Linked DNA regions of Sus scrofa: all the other regions are linked to region 2. Evidence: chromatin contacts called from public Hi-C and HiChIP or PLAC-seq data. All regions are on one chromosome and are shown on one strand. Each heading gives the region's core, a stretch centred on a gene start, on an enhancer-like site or on the middle of the called end of the contact. The rest is flanking DNA. Distances are from core to core; before and after follow the strand shown.

What was found. Hi-C and Micro-C count contacts between places; a contact is called where the count stands out from the background. HiChIP or PLAC-seq counts read pairs in DNA pulled down with a chosen protein or histone mark.
Region 1: a Hi-C map of liver shows a contact between it and region 2, with 4 times the contacts expected there. The contact joins the promoter of HDAC6 here to the promoter of PPP1R3F in region 2. A contact is called at or near these places in 3 of 47 Hi-C or Micro-C datasets (heart right ventricle, liver and skeletal muscle).
Region 3: a contact with region 2 is called in an H3K27ac HiChIP or PLAC-seq map of alveolar macrophages. The contact joins the promoter of OTUD5 here to the promoter of PPP1R3F in region 2. A contact is called at or near these places in 1 of 47 Hi-C or Micro-C datasets (heart right ventricle) and 1 of 2 datasets of contacts at active chromatin or transcription factors (alveolar macrophages).

Annotation. Positions count from the first base shown.
Region 1 is chrX:42,915,904-42,919,361 of Sscrofa11.1, reverse strand. HDAC6 (histone deacetylase 6) reads right to left here and starts at 1,451. Exons shown (of 29, transcript XM_003360315.5): 1 at 1,301-1,451; 2 at 108-230; 3 at 1-23. The coding sequence starts at 200. LOC110257658 (a long non-coding RNA gene) reads left to right here and starts at 1,439. Exons shown (of 6, transcript XR_002340570.1): 1 at 1,439-1,524.
Region 2 is chrX:43,326,665-43,330,203 of Sscrofa11.1, reverse strand. PPP1R3F (protein phosphatase 1 regulatory subunit 3F) reads right to left here and starts at 2,005. Exons shown (of 5, transcript XM_003135095.5): 1 at 1,606-2,005; 2 at 931-1,603. The coding sequence starts at 1,930. It also overlaps a transcript of FOXP3 not described here.
Region 3 is chrX:43,027,310-43,030,962 of Sscrofa11.1, reverse strand. OTUD5 (OTU domain-containing protein 5) reads left to right here and starts at 1,492. Exons shown (of 9, transcript XM_003484107.4): 1 at 1,492-2,860. The coding sequence starts at 2,267.

The sequences.
Region 1 (3,458 bases), core at 202-2,701, 410 kb after region 2:
GCACCCTTTTTAACACCTCGCTTCTGCCAAACAGAGAGAAGGGTCAGAGTCCAGTACACGGCCCACTGCTCCCCCTCCCCCTCAAGAGGGCCGGTCAGGGGCCTCACCGAGGTGACGCTGGAGTCGTGTGGGGGGGAGTGGGGGTTGTGCCTACTTCTTCGCTGCCTGGTTGTGGTGGAATCCTGGCCGGTGGAGGTCATGGCTGGGGAGACTTCACCCCTGACGCGGTTCTGGGGGGTGGGATGGAGGTGACTGAGAAGGGGCCCCGAGCGCCCTGAAGACCCCTCATCCCAGCCCCTTCCCAGGCCCCGCCCCCTACGCTAGCCTCCATCCCTTAGGCTATCTATTCCCCACCACCTCTAAACTCCGCCTCTCTCAAGGCTCTCTCCCTCCAAGGGGGTGTCCATTCCACTTGGTCCCGCCCATTCCACGAGGCTCCACCCCTTTACACTATTCTTTACCCTTTCGGTCTGGCTCTTTCACAGAGCAATTAACCCCCTGGCCCAGTCCTGATCTAAGCCAGCCCTTGCCAGCTAATCACCGCCCCTTTCACTCTATCAAGCCCCATTCCCAGATCCTTTCATTCCTCAAAGCCTCGCCCAGACCCCACCCCTTCGCAAACCTGCCCTGGCCAGCCAATCTCCCAGGATAATCACCCACCCTTTCACTCAGCCAGCCCCAGCCCCGGGCCCCGACTCCACCCTTAACGATCCACTTAACTCCACCCCTTATCGGGCTGGACCGGCACCTTCCACTAGGCTAGATCCCGCCCCTAACGTTTCAAGGAGCCCAGCTCCTCAGGGGACTGCCCTTTCCCTTCCGCCAGGCTCCACCCCCTGCCCAGGCCCAACCCCAAACGCTTCCCCAAGCCCCTACAGCCATTTCCGAGCCCCTCCCCCAGACCCGCCCCCCCCTCCCCGCCCCCGCTGTCGACGTTGACGAATCCCTCCACTCACTTGGCGCAGCCCCTTTCTCAAACTCCGCCCTTGGCGCGCGCCGCCAATTTCTCGGCGACCTGTAGGGCCGCGGGTGCCTGAGCCTCTCTTTTCCATTGGGCCAGATCTCTCTACAGCCCGCCCCGATCCCGCCCACACCGGGGAGAGCCGGCCTTGCGCCTCCAGCGGAACGCACAAACGGCGGATCAGCGCGTCAGTGCGCGACGCTGGCCGTGCCGCGCCTGCGTGAAGCGCGCGCCGGCTGCCTGACGCGGCGCTCGGGCTCAAGCTTCTCCCCTCCCCCAATCGCCACAGCTGTCACCCTGGCGGTCGTGACCGCGGTTTCTTTGTCCCTGTCCAGTTACCTTAGGAGCCCACCGGACTCGCGCCAACTGTACCGTGCGGTGACTCAAGAGTGCAAGCAAGCAAGCGAGGGAGTTAGGAAAGGGCGTCTTCTCCCTGCCCCCTGGCTTCCCGCGCGGCGCGCCGTGATGACGTAGCGCGGGCGGGCTGGTGGCTGGGCCTGGAGCGCGGTGGAAATTGGACGAGGCTGGTGGCGGCCAAAAAGGGAGTGGTGATGATGACAAATGTGAGAATTTTCTGAGTTCATATTCACTAAGGTGGTACGCAAGGAAGCACTCACCAAATGTTAGCTATTAATAGTCTGCCGCGAAAATGGATGGTGGAATGGAAGGGGGAATGATCGTGACGATAGCAAGTTGTATGTGACAGGCATTGTCGTAAGCCACAGTTCTATGAGGTACTTCCCAGTACTAAGGCTGCTTTGCAGATAAGGAAACTGAGGTTATGGGACTTAGCCATGTGACTTTGGGCAAGTTACTGAACGACTCTGTGCTTCAGTTTCCTCCTCTGGGAAATTGTGATAATAGTGCCGGGGAGTCAGAATGGACCTTGGGAGGGGAGTTTTTCTTGGGTGACAGCTCTTCCTGTCTGCTCCCTCCAGTGGGTAACCTCTGCACGCAAGCTGGAATAGAAAGTGTATGGGTAGGGGGGAGTTGCGCCCCCCCCCCACAATGCGCCCTCCCAACTCTCTCCCACCCCATGGCTAAATGTCTGAATATCAGCCTCGCAGGAGGCCGGTTTGTCCTCCTAATCTCCCTCTCTCATTCTTCACCATTTCCTACCGGGCTGTAGGCTGGGGCGGGAGAGATAAGGGGTCTGGGGTTCAGCATCGCTGACTAACCAACAGATTGACAGCCCCACCGCCCAGTAGCTGGGCCCTCTGACACTCTTGCAAACCCGTTTCAACCTAGTCTTCCCTTCCACTCTTTTCCTACCTGAACGTGTCTTTTGTCCCAGTGGAAGAGGGTCGCAGCTAAAAGACCTTTACACCTCCACGTACGCCAGAGAAAACATGTATATGCAGTGATAAACACAGAGGAACGTTCTGAGGTGATGCTTGCAAAGTGAAAGAGTAGGGAGTCTTGTAAGGGCCAAGACCCACTTTTTTTGTATAGTCAGAAGGGAGGTTTCTGTACAACAAAGGTTGGCAAACTTTTTCTGTAAAGGGCCAGATAGTAAATATTTTAGGTTTTGCAGGCCACATACTGGCCTCTGGGGCATTTTCTTCCTTCCTTTTCTTTCTTTCACTTTCTCTTTTCTTTTCTTCATCTTCTTTTTTTAGGGCTGCACTCGCAGCATATGGAGGTTCCCAGGCTAGGGGTCCAGTCGGAGCTGTAGCTGCCGGCCTACACCACAGCCACAGCCACAGCCACACCAGTTTGGAGCCGTGTCTGAGACCTACACCAGAGCTCAGTGCAATGCCGAATCCTTTAACCCACTGAGCCAGGCAAGGGATTGAACCTGCGTCCTCGTGGATGCTAGTCAGATTCGTTTCTGCTGAGCCATGACGGGAACACCTTCCCTTTTCTTTCCTTTTCTTTCTTTTGCCTTTCCATGGCACACAGAAGTTCCCAAGCCAGAGATGGATCTTGAGCCACAGCCACAGTGACTATGCCAAATCCTTAACCACTAGGCCGCCAGGAAACTCCTCCTTTCCTTTTTTTGTTTCCCTTTCTTTTTTTCTTTTCCTTCTTATTTCCTTTCAGTTTCCTCCTCTGGGAAATTGTGATAATAGTGCCGGGGAGTCAGAATGGACCTTGGGAGGGGAGTTTTTCTTGGGTGACAGCTCTTCCTGTCTGCTCCCTCCAGTGGGTAACCTCTGCACGCAAGCTGGAATAGAAAGTGTATGGGTAGGGGGGAGTTGCGCCCCCCCCCACAATGCGCCCTCCCAACTCTCTCCCACCCCATGGCTTTCTTTTTTTCTTTTCCTTCTTATTTCCTTTCCCTACCCTCTCTTTCATTCCCATTTTCTTTTTTTGTTTGTCTGTTTTTTTCTTTTTGCCTTTTGTCTTTTAGGGCCACACCCACGGCATATGGAACTTCCCAGGCTATGGGTCTAATTGGAGGTACAGGTGCTGGCCTATGCCACAGCCACAGCAACGCCAGATCCGAGCCGCGACTGCGACCTACACCACAGCTCATGGCAACGAGGGATCCTTA
Region 2 (3,539 bases), core at 756-3,255:
GCCCGTCTGGTTCTGCCTCAGCCAGAGCCACAGCTTCCCCGTGAGAGCAGGGGCTCAGCCCCTCAACTCCACAGAAGCTAACAGACCAGATAAGAGCAAAAACAGTAAAAAGAGTGCACAGGCCTCAAGGTCAGACATGGCCGAATTGGAAAAGCCAGGCGCCATCGCTTCCTCAACCAGTTTCTCCCTCTAGAACCCTGGCTTCCTGTGCTGTCAAATGGAGATCAGATTCCCTGCCTCATAGGCAAGGCCCTTGGTCCACACCAGCATTCTCACTGCAGTTCTCTCCGCTCCAACACACTACCCTTCACTCACACCAGGCTTGCTCCCACCTCAGGACCTTTGCACTTGCTATTCTTACTCCTTAGAACATCCTTGCTCCCATTATGTGTGCATAACTATTCCTCTTCATCATTCAGGGCTCAGTTGAAACAGCACTTCCTCAGAAAGTCCTCCCTGTTCCCTTTTCTACAAACTCTCCCCCCACGCCTGAGCATTAACTCTGCTAATCAGCATCCAGGACTTACTTCCTCAAAGGCCCTCCCCCAACACCCTGCCTTAAGCAGCTATTGCCTCCCCAACTATTCCTATTCTCCTTTCCTCTCAGCAGCTAACCTTATCCCTATGTAGCTCATCCGCCTGCTGGTTGTTTTTTTTCCAGTCTCTCATAAAAGCCTGTTGATTCTGGAGGGCAGGGAAGATGTCTGTCTTGTTCAGGGCTCTACAGTGGAATTCAATACATGAATGAAACCCCGGTAATTAAAACACAGCCTAGCACACGTTTGGTCTCCATTACTCTTTGACTAACTGACTGAATGAGCCCTCCTCCCAGTCCTGGTGAGCAAGCCTGAGGGGTTCCTGGGCCAGACTGCTTGTCCTCCATCCTAGACACAGCCCTGCGTTGGCGGAGGTGGCGCTGGCAGACATTACCTGCGCCTCATCGGCTTCATGCAGCTCTTCAGCTGCCTGGCCTCAGCCTCCACGGGACCCTGGCACTCGGGCTGTGGCTCCGGCTGCTGCAGCTGCTGCTGCTGGGGCAGCCCTTCGGCATCAGTGGGTGTGGGAGCGGGTGCAATCCGGAGCAGGACTGTGTAGTTGCGGCCGTGGTTGTTGGCCCAGAAAGTGCCCTCGGGGGTCTCATAGCGCACCACGAAGTCCAGGCGCGCCCCATCGCCCGCGCCCTCAGCAAAGGGCAGCTGGAAGGCAAAGCGGTCGGTGCGGCCGCCGTCGTCGGGCGAGGAGGCGGACGCCTGGCCGGGGCCCAGGCCAAGGGCCAGATCCAGGATGGGATCTCCTGCTCCTGGTCCTCCCGTTCCTGCCCATGGCGGGCTGCGCGGGACGTAGCGCGCTGGGTGGTCGCAGAAGGAAGCCCAGCCGTCGTGTGAGGCCCGCACGTGCACCGCCTTCTCGAAGGAGCGGTTCAGCACGCGGACCAACCCGCGCAGCACGGGCGGGCGCCCCCCGGGCACCCACACCCCGGCACCCCCGGGGACCGCTCCGGGAGGCGGCAACAGAGCCTCCAGCTCCACCATGACGCGCCCCAAGCGCTCCAGACGGCCTGACGCGGGCGGCAGCGAAAATGTGGGCACCAGGTAAAACCCCCGCCAGCGGGGACGGGGCACAGCGGCGAGGGCTCGGGGCAAGCCTCCTCTTCCTCCTCCCCTTCATCCCCATCCTCGCCATCGTCGTCCTCGTCAGCCCCGCCGCCGTCGCCATCTTGCCCGGCCGCCGCCGCCATCTTGCCCGCCCCGGGCCCGCCCCACGGCCGGTAGCGGCGCAGCTGCGCCAGCGGCAGCCCCAGGGCCTCATCGGCGAACAGCACCCGCCGCGGGGCCACCGCTACCTCGACTGAGGTGCGGGGCTCGCCCGCGGCCGGCGAGGGGGGCGCGGGATGCCGCAGCGGGGGCTCCACAGGGGCCGTGCGCGCCATATCGGCGGCGGCGGCGGCACCGACGGCACCGGCGGCGGGACCGGCGGGGGCAGGGCCTGAAGGGGCGAGCAGCCAATGGGAAGGCCAGCGCGGGGGGGTACGACTCACGGGGGGCGTAGGCGGCGAGACGAAGACAGGTGTAGCGGAGAGCCAATGAGGAGCCGCGCACGCGTGACGTAGGCGGTGAAGCGCGTGCAGGGGAAGCGCGCAGCCAATGGGGATGCCCGAGAGTGGGCGGTGTAGGAGGCGGGATGATCGGGGAATCAATGGGGAGGCCTGAATGGGGGGGCGGGGTCCGGGATGAAGAGAGCAGTCGTAGGACAGATAATAGGGAAGCGGGAGCGGTGTATGGGCGCCGGGGAAAATGGAATGGTTTCAGGCGATGGGGGGCAGCGGAAGCGAACGGAGAGACCAGAAAAGCAGGAGATCCGTGGGTTGCGTAGGTGGTGGGATGGAAGCTAGAGACAGCGAAGAGCCAATGGGGAGTCGCGCGCCTGTGGCGTACGGAAGAGATGACGCTAATGGCTGCAGCGAGCCAATGAGGAGTCCTGTGAATGTGCACTACGCCTTCAAGGGGCGGTGCCAGGGCTGAACTAGCCACTGCGGAGACTAGAAGTGACCGAGAGGCGGTGTGTGAGTTGCCCGGGAGGCGGGACTGAAGGGGGAAAGCCAATGGGTAGGCGGCGAAGGCGGGAGCAGGAAAGAGAGATGGCGGTTAGCCAATGGAGGAGCCAGAGTGAAGACTGTTGAGACGTCAAAGGGTGCTGGAACGGGGTGAACCAATACCAAAGCTAGAAAGCATAGCGGGACCGAAGGATCCGGAGGTGGGACGGCAAAGAGCAGAGCCAACGAGGGTGTTGTAGGTGGTGTGAAGGAGAGGATGAGCAGCCAATAAGGAGGCCGGAGGAGAGGATGGTGCGTAGGTAGTCTAGGTTGTAGGGTGGTCGGGCTACAGAACCGTAGAGTGCAGGCAGCCTTTAGGAAAAGTGTACCTCTCGTGGATGGTTTTACCTTCTCCTTAACCCTCCATGACCACTCCCTTTTGCCCCAGGGCTGTGAATGCCGAGAGCCCCCAAGAACCTAGACCGTACCCTAGTGTGAGATCAAGAAAGCAAAACGGACTTTGCGGTCACAGTTGCTGGTTCTCCCCTGCCCACCTCCGAACCTTAGCTTGGGCAGTACCACTAGCCGAGAATGCCCCTGATTATCATTCTCAGTGTTCTCCAGGATTTGGCACCATTGTTGAATGAAGGAGAGATTGAGGTTTTGGGGTTTTTTTTTGTTTTTTTTTTTTTTTGAAAATTAGCTTTTTCTAACTCTGAGCGTGACTGTATGCAGCCGGGAGTTGGTTGGCCATGTTGGCAGACATTGACTATCACAGATCAAATCCCTGTCATTCTTGCCTGACTCAAACGCCATAGCCGACAGTGGCCTCACCGCCCATCTTTCTGTCTCCAGTCTCTGTTCCTACTGCTCCCTCTCCTAAGAGTGCTACTCCTTCTGCTTCCTCATGTCCTCTCACTCTCTTTTTCCACTCTGCCTTCGAGATCCCACCTCCTGTAGGAACATGGCCATTCATATATTCCCTCCTCCATCCTGGGTTATTTTC
Region 3 (3,653 bases), core at 243-2,742, 300 kb after region 2:
GTGGGGTATAGAGAACCAGTCCTGGAGGGAGGAAGAACAGTGAGGAGATTTTTGCAGTAGTGCAATTGGCAGGTGATGGTGGCTTAGACCGGGAAGTGGCAGTAAGAGTTGGAAAGTCAAAAGATTTCAGAGATAGAAGTGGCAAGACTTGGGATCAACAGGTATGTGGAAGTTGAGGAAGAAGGAGCAGTTGACTTCCAAGTTCCCTGGCTTGGGCAAAGGCTGGGTGTCATTCATTCACTGTCAGTGGGAACATCAAAGCTGTTGCACACATAATGACAGGCACATAGCAACTACTTGGTAAAGGCTACCTACAATTATTATTGTAAGTTCAGATCCAGATGTGTAATGCTGGACAAATATCCAGCAGGGAGTGGGATATAGGGTTGAGTGAGACGGTCACGAGAAGAATCAGTATGATAATGTGCGCAGGCATTTTGCACAGTTCCCTAAACACCATAAGCCCATTAAGTCTCATGAGCTGAAAACACCACCAAAAAAAAAAAAAAGAAAGAAAGAAAAAGAAAACACAGCTCTATTCTGTTTATTACTGCCACCCTTCAGTAAGAACTTCAACTAGGGTTGGCATCTGAAGGGAGAAAATTAGGTGGCACTCAGAAGAGCTTGTATTGCTTGGTTCCTAAGATTGGCAGGGAACCCTCACCTCTCCCGACACCTTCGTGGTTCGTGAGCTCATCTGAATTCTCCAACTGCACCCTGAGGTAGTTTGGGCAGGCATTATCATTCTTGTTTCACACAGAGGTAACAAGAGGTAAAATTTACACAATGACTTGCTCAAGGTCAGACAGTTGGTAATGGTTCGCCCATGCCTGGAACAGAGGTCGTCCTGACTCCAAAGCCTGAGATCCTTTCCTTTGCACTGACATGCAGAATAATTAATTGAGCACTTACTGTGTCCTAGGCACAGCGGGAGGCCCTTTGTAAGCATTAATCTCTGAGGCGTAAATTGGAATGATCATGGCCATTTTATAGAGAAGTGGAAATTGAGGATTGGGTGGGTTTTAAATGGCTTGCCAGAGATCACTCAGGAGTGGCAGAGCCAGGATTAGCTTTTAGTTCTCCATCCGTGCAGTAGCAGGAATTTTACCAACCTCATTGTGAAACGCTGGTTGGTGACGGAGCTGGTTTATAAACTTCGCTCGATTCAGGTACACTCAGTTTGGGGGTGCGGGGGGAGGAGAAGAAAAAAAGAGGTGTGGGGGGGTGGAGAGGAAAAGGCTTTGCCGCGCCTGCGCACTAGCCACAGGGGCGGGGAGGTCAACGCGAGGGCGAGAGTGCGGCTGTGCCAGAGAGGGCGTGTCTGCTTTCCAAACACCCCCTGTCCCCACGGTTCAGTCTGTCCCAAGGTTGGCCCGTCCGACGTGAGTGACGATATCTCTTAACCAATCACCGCAGAACTAGGCTTGTTGCCAGGGTGAAGCGGCGCCCGCCTCCTCACCGGATGTGGATTTGCAGGTGGGTGGAACCGGAACTGACGCTTCAGGGTCTAGCTAAGCTCTGGGAGTGTTGATATTTTCCTGTCAGTCCGGCTGACTGCAGCCAAGTTGGAAGCCTGGAAGGGAGGCGATTTTAAAACTGTCGTGTGCGGGGCAGGCCACGCTGTCCAGTTGCAGTACCCCCGCTTGCGAGTCAGAGCCTCGGGGAGAGAAGAGCAGGACGGGGACGACGAGAGGAAAGGCAAGGAACGAGGGTGCCGACTTTGACTGAAATCTGAGACGGAGGGCAGGGGAGGGCGATTATTCGCTTCTGATTGGCCCGTGGGCATCACCGAGGACCCACGCAGCCGCTTCGATTGGTTGGTACCCGCAATTGTTGTGGCGGCGGTGAAGATTTTGCCCACGTACTTCCGAGAGAGAGGCGGGGCTGTGCCCCGGCGCGCGTGCGCAACGCCCCGGGCCCCACCCGGTAGTTCAAGAACCTGCGAGGGGGCGGGGCGAAGAGGTGCTTGTTTTGGTTCTGTTTCCTTTGAAGCCGAAGGCCGGAACGAGCGTAGCAATAATCTTGCTGGACTTGGGGAGAAGGCTACGACAGGCTCGCACCGGTGCCTTCATCTTGGACTTCACATCCGGGTTCTCCAGCCGCGTGACCTGCGCGCCGCCGACGGTTCGAGAACCGGTGCCGCGATCTCTTTATCCGGGTCCCGGCGATCCCGTCGTGCTTCGCGCACCACTGTAGCCCCCTCATCCGGGTCCTCTCCCAGCGTGCCCCGCGCCGGGTTTGCTGGGGGGTACTCGGCAGTGCCGCCATGACTATTCTCCCCAAAAAGAAGCCGCCGCCTCCCGACGCCGACCCAGCCAACGAGCCGCCGCCGCCCGGGCCGCTGCCCCCGGCGCCGCGGCGCGGCGGGGGTGTAGGCGTGGGCGGCGGTGGCACGGGCGTGGGTGGTGGCGACCGCGACCGTGACTCGGGCGTCGTGGGGCCCCGTCCCCGAGCTTCGCCACCGCCTCAGGGCCCGCTCCCGGGGCCACCAGGTGCACTCCACCGCTGGGCGCTGGCCGTGCCGCCCGGCGCCGTGGCGGGACCCCGGCCACAGCAGGCCTCTCCTCCTCCTTGCGGGGGTCCCGGCGGTCCCGGCGGCGGTCCTGGTGACGCGTTGGGTGCAGCGGCAGCGGGGGTGGGCGCGGCGGGCGTGGTGGTGGGTGTGGGCGGCACCGTGGGCGTGGGCGGCTGCTGCTCCGGGCCGGGCCACAGCAAGAGGCGGCGTCAAGCCCCCGGGGTTGGCGCGGTCGGCGGGGGCAGCCCTGAGCGCGAGGAGGTCGGCGCAGGTTACAACAGTGAGGACGAGTATGAAGCGGCTGCAGCGCGCATCGAGGCCATGGACCCCGCCACCGTTGAGCAGGTATGGGCAGGAAGGGGGGTGACAGGTGAGTGGGTGTGGTGGATGGAATCCCCAGACAGGGTAAAGACCCAAGGAAGGCTGTTTTGAGATGGAGCCTGTGTCTTCTCTCTGAACCTGGCAGTCTTTTCTCTGGTGGTGGCGGGGGCGTGAGACGCTCTTCTCCCACCCTCACGCCCACCCCACCAAGGATTTGGGGTTAGAGGCCCCAGATAAGATGGAGGCTTTGAAGATGGGCTCTGTGGTCTTTTCTAGAACGCGTAGTTGTCATTCCAGGCCCTGGAATCTCATCGTTTAGGGCCAATAGGTAGGAACTCCCCAGGAGAGACAGGCAGGATGGAATGCCTCTGGAGAATGGAATCTCATGACTCTCCAAAGGATCTTGGTCTGTGTTCGGTGGCTTGAGGTTTCTTTTCCTCCGGGGTAAGAGTCTAAGATTCTCTCTCCGCAGAATATAAATAAGGGTTATTTGTGAAGTAAGTCTTGTGAGAAGGACCTTCCACTTCCACTTGTGAAGTAAGTCCTGTGAGTAGCTCGTTCTCCTTGGGAACACGGGTATGGTGGGATTCTGAGGGAGAATCTGACCTTCCTCCCAGGGGCCTGAGCTTCCCCGCAGGGAGGGGCTAGAGCTCCCCGCTTGGGCGTGAGGCTCCCCCTGCCCCCAACCAGGTAATCCTTTCTCACCAGGGAGAGGGAGGTGAGATCTTCCCCAGTGGGGCCTGAGGTCTTCCCCCCCTTGAATAGAAGGGTCTGGGTGCTTTTTACAATCATAAGAAGCCCCGAGGCTAGGAAGTTT